Linked DNA regions of Zea mays: region 2 is linked to region 1. A link is a contact called in public Hi-C data. All regions are on one chromosome and are shown on one strand. Each heading gives the region's core, a stretch centred on a gene start, on an enhancer-like site or on the middle of the called end of the contact. The rest is flanking DNA. Distances are from core to core; before and after follow the strand shown. Region 1 has its middle 16 kb from the start of LOC109939473. Region 2 has its middle 85 kb from the start of LOC118472006.

What was found. Hi-C and Micro-C count contacts between places; a contact is called where the count stands out from the background.
Region 2: a Hi-C map of ear shows a contact between it and region 1, with 5 times the contacts expected there. The contact joins two enhancer-like sites. A contact is called at or near these places in 5 of 25 Hi-C or Micro-C datasets (bundle sheath, ear, endosperm and 2 more).

What each region holds. Positions count from the first base shown.
Region 1 is chr5:44,606,009-44,609,601 of Zm-B73-REFERENCE-NAM-5.0, reverse strand. No RefSeq gene overlaps it. Among protein-coding and RNA genes, the nearest start is that of LOC109939473, 16 kb to the left of the region's middle. Within about 2 kb of position 1,736, at least 4 of the 20 cell types and tissues checked have an H3K27ac peak or open chromatin away from gene starts, as enhancers often do. A contact at or near this core is called in ear, where this site is marked.
Region 2 is chr5:45,156,731-45,160,323 of Zm-B73-REFERENCE-NAM-5.0, reverse strand. No RefSeq gene overlaps it. Among protein-coding and RNA genes, the nearest start is that of LOC118472006, 85 kb to the right of the region's middle. Within about 2 kb of position 1,758, at least 17 of the 20 cell types and tissues checked have an H3K27ac peak or open chromatin away from gene starts, as enhancers often do. A contact at or near this core is called in ear, where this site is marked.

The sequences.
Region 1 (3,593 bases), core at 487-2,986:
GTCGTTGATCACCATTCCCTTGTCTTTATGATCCATCTCTTCAAACGGTTAGTCCCTGAATGAAGAGTACGGCTCCGATACCAATTGAGAGCACCTAGAGGGGGGTGAATAGGTGATCCTGTAAAAATCAAGTCTAAACAACACAAACTTTGTTTATAATAAATGTTAGTGGGATTAAAACCAAGGTGATATGAATAGAGAGAAGAGAACTCTTCACTTGATTGTTCATTTAGGATATGTATTGAACTTAGGAACAATAGCGCAAGTGAATAAGTGAGAACTCTATGGAAGAAAATAATCACGATAGAAAGATGCACAAGTGACATGGTGATTTTATCCCATGGTTCGGTCAATGTCTACTCCACATTGTGGTGACCTCCTTCGGTCAAGGATTGCACCCAATCCCTCTCAAGTGATCCAAAGATCAAACTTGAGTACAATGGTTTTCTTCCTTTTCTCAAGTATTCCCTTCGTGAGGAATCTCCACAAGTTGGTGTCTCTCACCCTTACAAGATTCATCACAAGAACCACAAGAGTAAGGGAGGGAATAGAAACACACACAAGAACTAGAGTCGCAGCAACAACACGCACACAAGTCAAGAACTGAGCACACAAAACAACGCAGTGGAGTTACAACTCAAAGAAATGCTCAAATCTCTATATCAATGAATCGAATGAGTGCTTGCGAAGTCTAGGTGTTGTAGGATGTTCAATGGATGCTTGGTGTAGTGCTCCACGCCTAGAGGTCCCTTTTATAGCCCCAAGGGAGCTAGGAGTCGTTTGAGTTCTATTTGGAAGGCTCTGGTTGCATTCTGTCCGTGGGCGCACCGGACAGTTTGGTGCATCACCGGACAGTGAACAGTGCCTGGTTTCTTTCCTTTTCTGGCGAAGCTGACCGTTGCCAGCCACTGGTCTTGTGGCACACCGAACAATCAGGTGCAACCTTCTGACCGTTGGCAGAGCCACGTGTCACCCGCTGATCGCGCGGTCGACGTTAGCTGGGCACGTAGCTAGCACACTGGACAGTCCAGTGAATTATAGTCGTGACGCCCTGAGTTTTTCCTGAGAGCGGCCAGTTCGCTGAGCGCGCCAACCTAGGCACCAGACACTGTCCGGTGCACACTGGACAGTCCGATGCACCACAGGCTGGTGCAGATTTGGCTAAACTTAGCCAAACTTCTCCCTTTGAATTTTTCTTGATTTGAGAAGTTTTCTAGCACTTAGTAGAACATAGTTAGTACCAAAAACAATTTACTAAGTGTTAGAATCATACCTTTATTTTTCCATTTGCATCTATTTAACTCTTAGCTCATTAAAGTCATAACTCAATGTGTTGAACATTTAATCACCAAAATAATATAGAAATGGTCTAAGGGCATATTTCCCTTTCAGTAGGGAACCCCGCGCCCGAATATTTCAGACTTGCGTCCCGCGCACTGTATACCCGTGACACTGACAAGAGCAAATAAGCCCCTCGACTTTGGCTTATTGACAATTTCCCGTACACGATGAACCAGCTAGGGAAATAATAGAAGCACAGCAGGGTTCTCTTTGTACCTCAAAAACCATAGCAAGTCATCCCATCCTTTGGTTTGTTGCGATCAGAGTTGAACCTAGCAGGGGATATAAAGTTAACATGTTGTACACTTCTATTGCATGGCCACCACGTAGGGCAGGGGCACAGGGAGGCAGCAGCTGCGGCCAAACCCCCTCTGGACATCAAGCCAACAGATAGACAGACAGTAACTGGCTTGAACCCTCCTCTCCATTCTTATCCTTGGTGCAGCAAAGCCAACCTCAGGTGATCCCGCCCTGTCCAAGCCCTGGCCTCATCCATTTACTACCCCCTGGAAACCAGTAGAAACGGTAGTGGAGAGGGATATTTCCTTGCAGATATTTTTGCTCACGTCTGAACATGTTCAGGTCGACTCCTATACCAAGTTCACCACTTTTTTCTCCTAGAATTAAACAACAACAGGGGAACCATCTTTAATGAACTTTGTTCACCCACTAACCCCCTAACTTTTTGCTAAAGATACTATGAACCAGAATCTCACCAATCATTCACCAGAAAGCTCCAAATCTGGAGAAAAACACTGAACCATATCTACAGTCTACTGAACCAGAGCTGCACCCCTCATGTCTGACAAGGCAGAATTGAGAGCACACAACGCACAATTTTGTGTAGTACGAGATCCAACACTCCTAGAGACTTGTTCTCCTTCCTATAGTCGACCAACTTACTATAGAAACTTCAGCCAAAAACTACACTAATTGAGCACAAGAGCTCCAAACTAGACACCACACACTGCCATATAGTTTTTCAGTTACCGAACAAAATTCAGTTACTACAACCTGCCAGTCCATCTTAGCATCGATTTCTTTTTGATTTTGGTGTAGTACCAAGCCTTACAACCTATAAGAAGTTTGTTCTCCTTACTATGTACTACCAACTTGACACAAGCACCCTGATCCAAAACATTATTGATCAACATCTACAGGGCCCCAAAGTGACCAAGAACTCACTGTCATGGTTACTGATGTCTGAAGTCAGGCAATAATAACACCTGACAGCCCTCTTTCAAGCAAGCTTTATTCTCCTTTTTATGTAGTACCAAGCCACCTTCCCTTAAAAAACCTTGTCACTAATGTATGCTCTTCAAATTTTCTACTAAGAGTATAGCTGAATACCTCATAGATATCTCACAAAGAACCCCCAAAGTTGTACCGAACACACAAATTCAGCCTCTGAAATTGTACTAAGTTTGATATCCAGATTAAGACATTGGATCTTTGGACCACTGTTACTACCAGTTCTAAATGACTTTAGGGGTAGGACTCTTTACCAAACGTACACACCAATATGTGGTCTTCCACTTTGTTACAGTAACCTTGGTCTAGAACTGTATAGATTAGCTATTAACAAGCCTCCAAAGTGGCTTCACACTGCAAAAACTGAGGTTCTTAAATTCTAGGATTAAACATTCCACTTTGGATTAAACATTCCACTTTGGAACAAGGTTTACAAACAGTTCCATATGGTTTTAGGGCTGAGTAACTTAATCAAATTTATGCACTTAGTGTAATTCTACAGCTTTGCTACAGTGACCGCTTTCAAACTGTCTATAAATCAGAAGTTACAAGGGCCCCAGGATGGTTAGCTGCTAAAGTTTTTAAGAATTCAAAACCCTAGGTCAAAACTTGTTTTCAAGTGTTTCTTCACTTTTTGCTATAAAATTTGGAAATATCCACACATGAAACTTTTTTGGTTTAGAAAACTCTATGACTTTAATATTTTGACTTTTGGCAAAATATTATCAGATCATAAATTCCACTTTTGGGTCGAACTGAAGTTTTTCAAACTGGGTTTTCTATTCTCTGCTAAACACAATATCACACTCAGAGTTTTTCGTGGTTCTAGTGAATGCATTCTAGGTGTATTACAATACAAAGATGTCAATGCATATGATGTCATGTCAAGTTTTAGTACTAGTAACACCAGAGATGTTGCAGGGCCTCTCTTAATATGATACAGGAAGTTGACGTATTCTTCGGGCACAACCACAACACCAATAAGGCACTTGTGGTAGTTC
Region 2 (3,593 bases), core at 509-3,008, 550 kb before region 1:
TCATGGTCGATCCTGGACACTGGTGATGAACAAGGAAACAGGGATTTTGGGTGTTTCGGGCGTGTGCTATATTGCCCATGTCTGGACTTTCGTCACAGAAAACCTGCTGCTGTTCAAGTGTTGATATGACTGATTTTTTCTTGTTGGTTATTAATTAGTATTATTGTATTATCCTCGATCTACAGGCGGTGCGGTGGTGACAGAGATGTGTGCAGGTTGTATTGTACGACTATTGTTCTTTCTTGGGGGTGGAAGCATCGTCGACAAGCACGTACGAGTGCCATACTCCAAATTCTAGCTGTGAAGACGAATGATCCATGGCATCGTCGTTTGACGACGGGGCCTAGCTAGTTTACGCCTTCTCCAAATTAATGGAAACTGGCGAAGAGAAAGGACCATGATGCGTCCGAATGAACCCGACCCGGGGCGTGAGATGAGATCCACAACAACCACACAACTGGTAACGAAACCGTGGATGGATGAAGCTTCAGAGTTACACTTGCGTCTACTATTGCTGCGTCACACACGTATGCCCATACGTGTGCGTGCGCCCACCTAACAGCATTGACTCTCGTTTCGCAGGCCGCTCCATTTGTCCGCCCGCCCACAACAATTTTCTTTTTTTGGTTTGCATATCCTCTCCAAACGAAAACGGTTCCACCTCATCATATTGGAGGATGAGGAACAATTAGGGCTTGTTCGGTTAGCTCTCAATCCATGTGGATTGAGTGGGATTGGATGAGTTTGAATCCCAGACAAGTCAAACGTCTTCACAATTTTTTCCAATCCCATCCAATCCATGTGTATTGGGAATAACCGAACAAGCCCTTATAGGGTGTTTGGTTTGAGGAATGAGCTAGTCCATCATCTTCTCACTCCTCACTATTTTTGTTTGGTTTGTGGAATGGAATGAGTTAATCCATCACCACCTCATTCCTCATAGTTAGTTAGTTAGTACTAATATGAGGAATGTGGTCATCCCACCAAATTTGAGGAATCAACCTATAATGCACCACCTCAATTTGGATATAGTGATTCCTTAAACCAAACACCCCCTTAGCTTTTTAGTTCTCCTTGCTGATGGAGCTAGCAGTGCCAGACCCAACTGTCTTGTCATGTTGTCAATACCAAGTGGCCAACTGTCTTGTCCTGCAGCTTCTCAAAGACTACCTGTTTATTAGCTTGATGGAAACTAAACTGCAAAATCATCATCGGTGATTACAATACGTGCCACAGGGTTGCTTGGGATTGTTAATACGTGCCACAGGGTTACTAGCTGCTACTAGGACAGGAAGAGGTGAGCAGCAGCAGTGTGTGCTCTAGCTCTCTACGTACCTGTATTTCGGTCAAAGTACGCAAATGGCGCCGGCCGGCCGTACTCTGTGGCGGAAAGGAAGAAGAGGTAAAAGGAACCAAGCAGTCTGCTGCCGCTTTTCAAAGTGAGCGGCGAACTGCATGCATTGACGGCTCTCCCGGTCCGGCACTCCGGCCTCCCCTTTTTCACCGCTGGCCCTTTATTCCTCTCTTCCACGTACGGGAATAGATGCACGGCACGCACGCTCCCGACGAGGGGCCGATTGCTCGCCATCCCCCGAGCGCATCGATGCTCGATCTAGACGAGGCCAGAACCTGTGCGTCGCCTAAAAGAGGAAGGAATCGTACTGGAAATACGCTAGGAAAGGGCGCCCCGTCTGTACTATCCCTTGGTTGATGATGGATTTGCCCACGTGATGGTATCTCGAGCCACGCTGACACTGTGGGCCCGCCGTAACGAGGTGTGTCGTCTCGTCTGCTTCGGCCTCTGCCCAAGTGTCCACGGGTCCGTGCCATACTCTGCCAGTGCCATGCGTTCCAAACTGCCAATGGAGCCTTGTGTTGTGTCATCACCAGCCTAACTCACCGTCATCTCTGCTGCGTCCAGCCAATCTAGCGCAACTGCCGAATCTCTGCGGCTCCTCAGTGTCAGTGATAGTGCGTCAGTTCATTACCTATGACTAAACCAGTGCATTACTGCATTATATAACGTCAATTGTACGCGTGACCCAATGAGCAAGATATAGATGACAAAATATGCGGTGGAAAACACCTACTAGCCGGAAAACATGAACACTAGATTTGAAGAATACTCTTGTAATCTATTTTTTTAAAATGACAGTTACGTAGTAAATCTAGCTATATATACCTAGCAGTCACTTGCAAAAGTTAGAATATAAACTCATTTTTTAAAAAAAAAAACATTCATACAAAAATCACAAAATTGAATTGCATGTGCACTACAAGACAAAAGGCTGGATTTTTGTCTTCTAGTGTACATGCACTTGAATTTTATTATTTACATACGAGTTTCTCAAAAATGACTTTGCATCGTAACTTCTTGATATATAGGAAATGAGCTCCTAGGCCTCCTACATATGTCAAGTTTTGAAAATTTCCAAGTTACGAAATTTATTTTTAAACTAGTTTCATGCATGTTTCCACCTATAGTATTGTGGTTTTCACTATTTATTTTCTTGAGCAAGAGCCCCCATGCCATCCTCCTTCCTTCTACGAGAACTCCTTTTAAGTCTTTAGGTGTATCTCTTCTTTATAAGGGAAAAATACTATAAGGGCCCGTTTGTTTCGTTGGAATTGAATTCTATTTTAATAATTATAATTTAGATAAAACTAATTAAGTTTATATATTTATATATGTAATATATTTGTATATTATCCTATGAGAGAGATAGTTATATAGTACATTTATGTTAGAGAGGCGCAAGTAAAAGAGTGTGCTATAAGTTGTACATCGGAAAATTAGCATGTAAATCTATAGAATCAATTTACATCTCTCACCCCATGAATTTGAGATAGGCTTATATGATAACTTTGGAAAGTGGTGGAATGTCATATTCTAAAAAAATAGTCTATTCTATTAGTAAGATTTTAATTCCTCGAAATGAAAGGAAACAAACGGGCCCTAAGAGTGATTTTTCTGATGCATTTTCAAGGGTGGTTTTTTGAACCCGCGCGCTCCTATGTTAAATATTCTAGAAAAAAAGACATTTACATGGACAATCGACAAAAGCAAGCATCTCTCCATTTTTTAAATAATAGAAAAAGGAAAACTATGACAAGTTGTAGGATTTTTTTTTTCATGCCCAAGAAGCTACTGCATGATCGCTAGTCACATGTTAGAATGTGTGTGTGCGTTCTTGAGAATTCAAACTTTTGACCTTGCCTCTCGAAGCTCCATTATGGTTTTGCTAAATGAGACAAGTAGTGGACTGTTGGGGACTTGTTCTCAATTGCTATGAATTAAGAACAAGTCAACATAAAAATAGATTAATGGTTAATGACTTTCGTCATTCGAAGCATTATTTTCCTAAGGATATAATGATCTTCGGACGAAGGTTATGAAGGACTTACCTTCATAATCACAGCATATATCAATGAAAAACGAAGCATATGAAATATGAGAAACAACATGGATAATCATACGACATTGTAATATATCTTTTATTATATAATCATGAATGAATAAGAATAACACATGATTACATTTGTACCTTCGGTTTGATAGAAGGCAAAAGTACAAGCGTGACGCACAAGCGAGT